Linked DNA regions of Oryctolagus cuniculus: all the other regions are linked to region 2. A link is a contact called in public Hi-C and Micro-C data. All regions are on one chromosome and are shown on one strand. Each heading gives the region's core, a stretch centred on a gene start, on an enhancer-like site or on the middle of the called end of the contact. The rest is flanking DNA. Distances are from core to core; before and after follow the strand shown. Region 1 has its middle 69 kb from the start of GPAM. Region 2 overlaps LOC100344092 (guanylate cyclase 2G). Region 3 overlaps GPAM (glycerol-3-phosphate acyltransferase, mitochondrial).

The links. A called contact is a pair of places that touch in the nucleus more often than the background predicts.
Region 1: a contact with region 2 is called in a Micro-C map of ear pinna, with 2.8 times the contacts expected there. The contact joins two enhancer-like sites. A contact is called at or near these places in 2 of 6 Hi-C or Micro-C datasets (ear pinna and an unstated tissue).
Region 3: a contact with region 2 is called in a Hi-C map of embryonic fibroblasts, with 2.8 times the contacts expected there. The contact joins two enhancer-like sites. A contact is called at or near these places in 3 of 6 Hi-C or Micro-C datasets (embryonic fibroblasts, psoas muscle and skin fibroblasts).

Annotation. Positions count from the first base shown.
Region 1 is chr15:18,060,110-18,062,809 of mOryCun1.1, forward strand. No RefSeq gene overlaps it. Among named protein-coding and RNA genes, the nearest start is that of GPAM, 69 kb to the left of the region's middle. Within about 2 kb of position 1,357, at least 6 of the 8 cell types and tissues checked have an H3K27ac peak or open chromatin away from gene starts, as enhancers often do. A contact at or near this core is called in ear pinna, where this site is marked.
Region 2 is chr15:17,908,914-17,911,613 of mOryCun1.1, forward strand. LOC100344092 (guanylate cyclase 2G) reads left to right here. Exons shown (of 22, transcript XM_051823695.2): 21 at 962-1,067. The coding sequence ends at 1,066. Among named protein-coding and RNA genes, the nearest start is that of TECTB, 20 kb to the right of the region's middle. Within about 2 kb of position 1,373, at least 6 of the 8 cell types and tissues checked have an H3K27ac peak or open chromatin away from gene starts, as enhancers often do. A contact at or near this core is called in ear pinna, where this site is marked.
Region 3 is chr15:18,039,183-18,041,882 of mOryCun1.1, forward strand. GPAM (glycerol-3-phosphate acyltransferase, mitochondrial) reads left to right here. Exons shown (of 21, transcript XM_008270504.4): 13 at 764-879. Among named protein-coding and RNA genes, the nearest start is that of GPAM, 48 kb to the left of the region's middle. Within about 2 kb of position 1,364, at least 1 of the 8 cell types and tissues checked has an H3K27ac peak or open chromatin away from gene starts, as enhancers often do.

The sequences.
Region 1 (2,700 bases), core at 107-2,606, 150 kb after region 2:
CATGCTCAGGCCTCCTGGATGATCCCCTGGCGCAGAGGTCAAGGGTCAAGGGTCATGTAATCATGGGGTGCACGTCTCCCCCCTTCTTACACACCATGGAACGCAATGGCTCTACACACATGTGTTTCTTTAAAACGGAAAAGCAGCAGCCATTTGAGCTCGCAGTGGGCAGACTGATTTGTTTCAGGGGAGAAACGCCTGAGCGCAGGGGCGGAGCTGTCGGCCTCACAGGTGGCCACGCCGCTGCTGGCTCCTGAGCAGGTGAGCAGGTGGGCGTGCGGAAAGTCTTGCCAGCCGCCCAAGGGTCAGGGCAGGGTGAGCAGCAGGTGCTCAAACCCAGGCCTGGCCGGGAGAGTCCCGGGTTTCCTTGACCTTGGATGTGCTGAGTCCCTGCTGTCACCACGTGTGGGGGTGGCGTCGGGGATGAGTGAGGGGAGATAGAAGGGAGGCTTGTACTAGGCAGGGGATTTAATCATTGCCAAAAAACAGGTCAAGCCTTTCCCAGGCCCCTTGTCAGCTTCAGGAGTGGCCCCCTCCCCCCAGTCCCCCAGGCCAGGACGGGGGAGGCGGGGGAGAGGCGGGGGGCGGGGCGGGGATGCGCTGGTAGTGGCGGACTGGCCAGGCTCACCGCCCTGCCTCGGGTGACGCAGGAAAGAAGGCTGTGACCTGCGAGGCCATTTCGCAACTTTCTCTCTGCGGAGCCCTGAACAGCCAAGGCAGGGCCTGGCCTGGGGCTGCTCCGGTACAATTGCATTGTCTGCGCATGTGGCCCAGGGTTTTTGTAGCTCCCTGATTCTGTGCCTGGGATCTGGCTGAGGTTGCCTGCGGCTCTGCCCCTCCCAGCTGTGCGACCTGTGCTTGCGTCTGCCTTAACCGCCCTCCCGAACAGGGATTGTGCAATGGGGTAAGGGACATGCACCAAGCGTCTGCTCCAGCCTGGGGCAGCGGAAATGCTTTTTAGATGTGGGCTCCGCCAAGGGGTCTGCCCCTTTCCGGATGGCCTCTCGAGCCACCCTGTAAGCAGGGACAGGAGCCTACGGACGAATGCCTTGGCACCCGCCAGCCCGCTCTGTCTTCCAGAGCGGAACCCAGGCTATGCCCGCACCAGGCAGCAGGGCATTCTGGCTGCGTCCACCAGGGGGCGCCGGGACTTCATCCCCGGGACGGGACCTATGACGGAACGGACAGAGGGCAGAAGGGGTCGGAGTGGGTGTGGCCAGGCGTCTGCGGAGCGCGCAGGGATACTGGCCGTGGCCGCGGACGGCGGGGTGTCCGGCCAGGGCTTTTCGGCCCATTTCGCCGACTCTAGGCTCGCTTGCTCCCAGGGAGGCCGCGCACCGGGTCTGATGGTTGCTCAAGACGCCGGCTCCACACCTGTAAAACGGACCAGCGGGGCAAGCCGGGGAGAGGGTCGCCTTGTGTCTGGGGTCTATGGGAAGACAGGCATCCTACACGCTACCGTGCTGGCTTGGCCGCACAACTGGGCCCTGCAAACTTTGTGCAGGGTGGAGTCGGGCGGAGTCGGGTGGGAGCTGGCAGCCGTGTCGTCCACTAGAGGGCGCCAGCACCCCGCAAACGGCCGCCAGTCGCGGGTGCGGGCTTCCCAGGCTGCTGCGAGCCTGAGCTTCCCGCAGCCTGGACCCCTGCAGCCCCCTGTTCTGCGCCGCCCCTCAGGTGTGGCCGCTGTTTGCTTGGGTACTCGCAGACCAACTGTTGCCCCAGCTGTTGCCAGTGTGAGCCCTGGGGGACCCGTCTAGCGGCCCCAGCGTGTGTCTGCCTGCACAGGCACCTCGGGTCGCCTTGGCACCCTCCCTACAGGGTGGGTTTCTCCGTGCGTTTGCTCTTGTCCTTGTCCCCCTCCCCGCACCTCCGCCCCCCCCCCCAGGGGATGTGGGGGGCTGGCGTGGCCCTGCGCGCAGTTGGAGCTCACTTAAACCACAGGGCGTGTGTGCTCCAGGAGCAGCAAAGCCACCCAGGAGGCTGGCTCTAGGCCTGGCTCCCTCCTCTAGGTGCTTCTGGGCCAGGTTTCTGGGGGGACTATCTCCACATCCCACTCTGGCTTTGGGCTGGGCTCCCACCGCCCACAGGAGGAGCCAGCGAGTGTCATGTGGCCCCGGGGCAGGTGCGTTCAGGCATGGCCTTGGGCCAGGCTTCTCCTGTGGGTCCTGCTGCAGCTTGTGTGCCCACAGCGTCCCCAGGCGGAGGTGTCAGTTTGGTGGAAGTGGCGGTTGGTGCCACTGATCCCTCCCATATCTCTGGACTTGCTAGACAGGGCTGGGTGCAGAGTTCTTGTCGGGGTTTCAGCCTCACTCACTGAGTGCTGGGCCTGCTTGCCCTGTTGGTCTTCTCCTCGTGGGGATGCTCCTGTCCCAGCAACCATTCCTCCCATCTGAAAAGAGCCACCTGCTGGGGTCGTCCAGCCACGGGCTTGTCTGAAAGGCTAGGGTATTCGTTGGTCAGGGATCTGGGTGAAGACCTCCATCGTGATGAGCGCCTTGGAGGTGAAGGTCGGGCAGAGTCTGAGGACTCTGTGCAGTGCTGGAGGGGATGACGTGGGGACACTGGTGGGGTGCACGTGGTGATGTCACCAGGCCATGGGCTGCCAGGACTGCTGGGGGAACTGCTTTGGGCTGGAGCTTTGGGGCATTCCCATCAGTGCAGCTCTCAACTGAAGAGTGGTGTCACGGAGCTGGCTTTGAA
Region 2 (2,700 bases), core at 123-2,622:
ATCTGGGTCTCAAGTGCCCAGGGAGGGGCGACAGAGCCCATGGGTTTGGTCTTGGAGGTATGAGGACCTCATCTCTGTATATTAAAGGGAAAAACATCTCTTTTTATTTTTTTCTGCTTCATCGCCTTCATCATGGCCTCTGTCCCTGCAATGCCCTACAATGTGTTCTCATATTTGCCTTTTGCCTGGTCTTTCTTGGGGTGGGGAGCAGGGGCAAATACTCCCGGGAGATGCTCTCAGGAACACCTGGGAGCTGTGTACATGGGGCGGGAGGTCAGTGGTTACTATGGCTGGGGCGTTTGAGTAAGGGGGCCCTGGAGAAAGAAGTGAAAGGAAAGGGGTGGCATCAGCTCTCCAGTGTGCCACCGCCGGCCCTGGCATACTCCTCTCCATCACCTCACTCCAGCTAAGAGCAAGACCTTTCTAGAAGACCCTTCTGTCTTGGAGTCCAGTCCCACTACTTCCTGGATGTCTGGTCTGAGGGCTTGGCTTTGTCAGCTGTATAATGGGAATGATGTTAACCCCACCCTTGAAGTATAGATGGAGGACTGATTCTGAACCCATGCACAGGATGCTTCTCTTGGTGTCCAGCTCATAGCAGGAATTAAACAGATTTTCTTATTATTTTGAAAAGATTTTCTTTGCAATGAAATTTCACCTCCAGTGGCCCTTCTGGCTAGGCCATTGCTGACTATGTACCAGGATACATCAAACATCTTGTGCAAAAATGGAATTAAAATGTATGTCTATGCTGCTGCAAAAATTCTGAAATCCATGCAGATTTTGTGTGTGTGTGCAGAATGTGCTTTTTCCATGATTTTTTTTTGAAGTAGTCAAGTAGGCTTGCGAGCAAAGCCCAAGACAATAATCAGCATTTTGTCTGGAAGGAGGCATTTCCCTCATGGAGGTGGCTTCTGCTGGCCCCACTCTGTGACACCAGCCTCTCTGCTGCCTCCCGCAGGGCAAAGGAGAGCAAACCACTTTCTGGTTGAAAGGCAAAGAAGGCCTCACTGTTGCAGTCCCCGAATTTACTGAGGAAGACGTTAACGACCCAGAGACCTTGTGAGGTACGTCTTGTCCTTTAAGATATTTGTGGAATCACATGAAAAGTCTGCAGGGGGGTCCCCTCTTGGACCCCTCTCCATATCCCATCGAAGAAGTGTAATTCCGGGGTCTTAAGTGAATCTCCCACTAGGGGGCGCCATCTGTCTGACTTTCTCTTCCTACCCCTGTGCTGGCTCCAGAGCCAACGTGGATTTGGATGAGCTGAAAATGGTGAACTCATTTCCGGGGGGCGGAGGGAGGGGGGACCAAGACTGGGCTCCCAGCCCTGAGGGACTGCTGTTTTATCTGCCAGATAGCCAGCCCTAGCTGCCAGATATTTCCAGCCCAGTAACTTCTGAATCTGCAGTGAAACACGTCATTCTGGGACCGGGAGGAGCAGGAGGCTGCAGCCTGCAGTCACAGGCGCTTTGCTTTGCAAGGGGGCTGCTTCCTGACCATTAGTGCTTATTTTCCTTATTAGCTAATATGCTTGCCAGGAGATATGAGCCCTTATCAAAGGGATCTCTGGAATTTGTCCAGTATGGGAAAAAACCTCCGAAATCTAGGCTGTTCTTGGCGTCCAGCAGAGCTGAAGTTACTGCGAGTAGACAGGCCCACTGCAGAGGCTGGAAGGCCTTGCTCCGCCCTAAATTCCCGGGAGTGCGGCAGCTTCCACGCAGATCTCATCCTGTCCCCCAAGTATCGCTTACTGCCTTTCCTACTCACCGAGCAAAACCTCTAGCTTGAATTTTAGGTGGGGTCTTTGATTCACTTACGAAGACTTCATTAAATATTTCCAGCACACAAAGACGAGCCCCTCTGTTCCTGCCAGGATTACTTCTCCCTCTTTCCAAAGAACAGGTTTCCGGGTCCGTTCATCTGGTGGTTCCTGTCTTAGATTTACGAGCCACTGATGCATTCTCAGCACTTCTTCATCTGCTGCAGCTCCTCACGTGCAGGCATCGTCTGTGGCATTGCTCCGGAACCTGGCAGAGCAGCTGGGTTTAGGGCATCAGGCCTCATGTTGGTGACCCTTTCCTGCTGAACTTACTCTGTGCCACCCACCACCACACTGTGGGGAGGGGGCACCAAAGACATGACATTCCCTTGATCTTTGGCTTCTTGCAATGGGGGAAAGGAGGCATCCCTAGTGCGAATGCAACTGTTACATTAAAAGGGCTCTAGAAGACGACCTGCAGATTCAGAGATGGCTTGGATAAGGCAATTGTCTGTTATTACCCCATATTTGTATTTTACTCAGTGTGTGTTTACTTCTAGTCCTGGCCCACATGCTTACACACATCATGTTTATGTAATTAGGACTTTGTGACTTCTGTCCTTTTCCTTAACCATTATAAACATGTGGCATCCAGACACATATATACAAAACATACATACAGTTGCACACATAGACATCCATATACATGTGTCATTTACATACATATACACACAGGAACACATACACAACACACATACTGAGTATACACACACATATCTGGAGAGAGAGACAGAGAAGTTTTAGGGATCATAACCATGGATTTTGGTGGAAGCAGTTTCCTACAGTCTATGTCCAGTTTTTTTTTTTTTCTGTGTCCACTGTGAACACAAGGAAGATTGTTTTGAAAGTATTTTCTCTTAGTTCCTTAATAGAGAAGT
Region 3 (2,700 bases), core at 114-2,613, 130 kb after region 2:
GCTATTTGAATTTTCCATAATTCAAATTGAATCATCATCTAGAGAAGTTCAATATGAAGCTTTTCTTTTAATGTGTGGAAATGTTAACTTTTTTTTTTAAAGATATATTTGAAAGGCAGAGTGAAAGAAAAAGGGAGAGAAAGACACACATATACAGAGAGAGAGAGAGAGAGAGAGAATGAGAGAGAGAGGTCTTCGATCTGGTGGTTCATTCCCTAGATGGCTGCAATGGCCAGGGCTGGCCCAGGCTGATTGCTAGAACTCCATCTAGGCGTCCCACAGGGGTGGCAGGGGTCAAGCACTTAGGGCCTCATATGCTGCTTTTACAGTTGCATTAGCATGAAGCTGGATCAGAGGTAGAGCTGCCAGACTGGGAACTGGCACTGACATATGGGATGCTGGGGTCATAGGCAATGGGTCCCACCTCCTGGGCCACAATGCCGGCTCCATGAAAGTGGTGACATTTTGGATGTGCTATAAAAGGAGGCATCATCCTTTATGCATTCTTTCTGCCTGTAGATTTTGGAAGTGATACACCAACAGTTAATTTATTCACAACTAAAGAGCATAATTTGGCCAGGAGAGTGTTTCAAGCATAATAAAGTATGTTATGGAGGAGAACAGTCTATAGGAATAATTTATTTATTGTTCAGATTTAAAATCTCCTAATTGGCAGTACCTCATACCTTTGTGGATTAATCCCACATGATTTACTGTGTAATAGAGTGGAATTGTTCAAGGCTAATTTCCAAAACCTTTTCAGACCCAACGATGCTGCCGATGAAGGTGTCGATGGGTCCGTGAGTGAGTCCAGAAACGTCGCCGATGAGTCCTTCCGCAGGAGGCTGATTGCAAATCTGGCCGAGCACATTCTGTTCAGTGAGTGGAGGACCCCATCCTGTGATCTCACAGCTCGTGGGCAGAGCGGTGCAGTCCACCCCACACAGCTTTTGGAATCCGCTGAGGTTGCTTTCCACGCCCAGTTCTATTACCAATATTCCCCAGTGGTGATACTTAGGATATTAGACAGAAGGGGATATTGTGAGGATTTGAGAGGATATTCATAAAATATCTTACCTGGTTTCTGCTCATTAGAAGGTGCCAATATTCTTGTGTTTCTTGTGTTTTGTAAACTATTATTATCAAAATGCCTCATGGCCTCTTTTGCTAATGAAGATGTGTTTTGAGCTAATTTGTGCTACAATATCTAGATTTACAGTTGCATATTCCTTTCTCCTTTGACGCCAGGAGTGCTTTTATTCAGCAAATATTGAGTGGCTCTTATGGGTAAAGCTTTGTTTTAGCTGTTGGGACTGCAGATTGGATATGAGTGGTTCTGCACGCCAAGAGCTTCTGTTCTTAGTGAAGTAGTCGTACACAAATGACTCAAGTGGGAGAGGCCCAGCGCCAAGTGGGGTTGAATGCAAGGCTAACCTTCATTGAGTTCCAAGTCGCAGCCGTGTGTCCTGTGGGAGAGGTTGCTGTAAGATGCTGAGGCAGCACCGTGGTCCCTTGGCGGTCAGCTGCAGGGGATGGGGGTCTCTTCCAGGCCCCTGGGCCCCGGTCGTGGTCAGATTTCCCACTTCCTGCCCATGCTGTGGTGTGGGCTTCCTTCCCTCTTCTTGCTGCTTCTGCTCTGGCTGCTCCCTCTCCCTCCTGCCTCTAGACTGGAAGATTCTTTCCTATCACATCTGTTTGTGTCTCTCCCCGGCCTAAAATCTGGATGTGAAAAATAATACTTCCTGATTGTCAAAAGATGAAACAGGTAGCAAGTACTTAAATAACCAGCATCATTGCTCCCTGGTCTCCAAAAACATTTTATACAGTTTTATAAGTGTGTTCCACTTATAACACAAATGCTTTAAGAAACTAAATATAACATTTCCTTTTAATGGTTATAAATACAGTCCTGGATTTTTTTTAGTACGCTGAAGACAACTTCAGTTAAGAGTGCAGTTTTCGGGCCGGTGCTGTGGCTCACTTGGTTAATCCTCCGCCTGCAGCACTGGCATCCATATGGGTGCCAGGTTCTAGTCCCGATTGCTCCTCTTCCAGTCCATCTCTGTACTGTGGCCTGGGAGGGCAGTGGAGGATGGTCCAAGTCCTTGGGCCCTGCACCCGCATGGGAGACCAGGAAGAAGCATGTGGCTCCTAGCTTCGGATTGGCTGTAGTGGTCATCTGGGGAGTGAACCAACGGAACGGAGACCTTTCTCTCTGTCTCTCTCTCACTGTCTATAACTCTACCTGTCAAATAAGTTAAAAAAAGAAAAAAGAGTGCAGTTTTCATGGATTCATTGTCATCTCTCAGTAAAGTCACAAACAATACCTTTAATTCCGATTATTCCATGGATGAGCTCATACTTGATTTCTACGATTATCATTTTCTGTGAATTCAAAGTGTTGCATTATGCCCTACCATCATTCTTAAATATGTTTTTCCCTGTCTTTCCTTACCTCTGGGCCAGGTTGGAAAGAGGAACTGCAAATATATTGAGCACCTAGTCCTAGAAGCTTTGTGCCAGGCCATCATTTCCCTCTCAGCTCACTGAGCTGGCTGGTGTTTTCATTGTACCCATGAGGAAACCAAACCTCAGAAATTTAAGTCATTTGCCCAAGTCATGAAATTAATTAGTGTAGAGATTAGGATTTGAGCCCAGACTTGGCTGACTTCAGATCTGCCTTTTTTCTGACTTTTACAC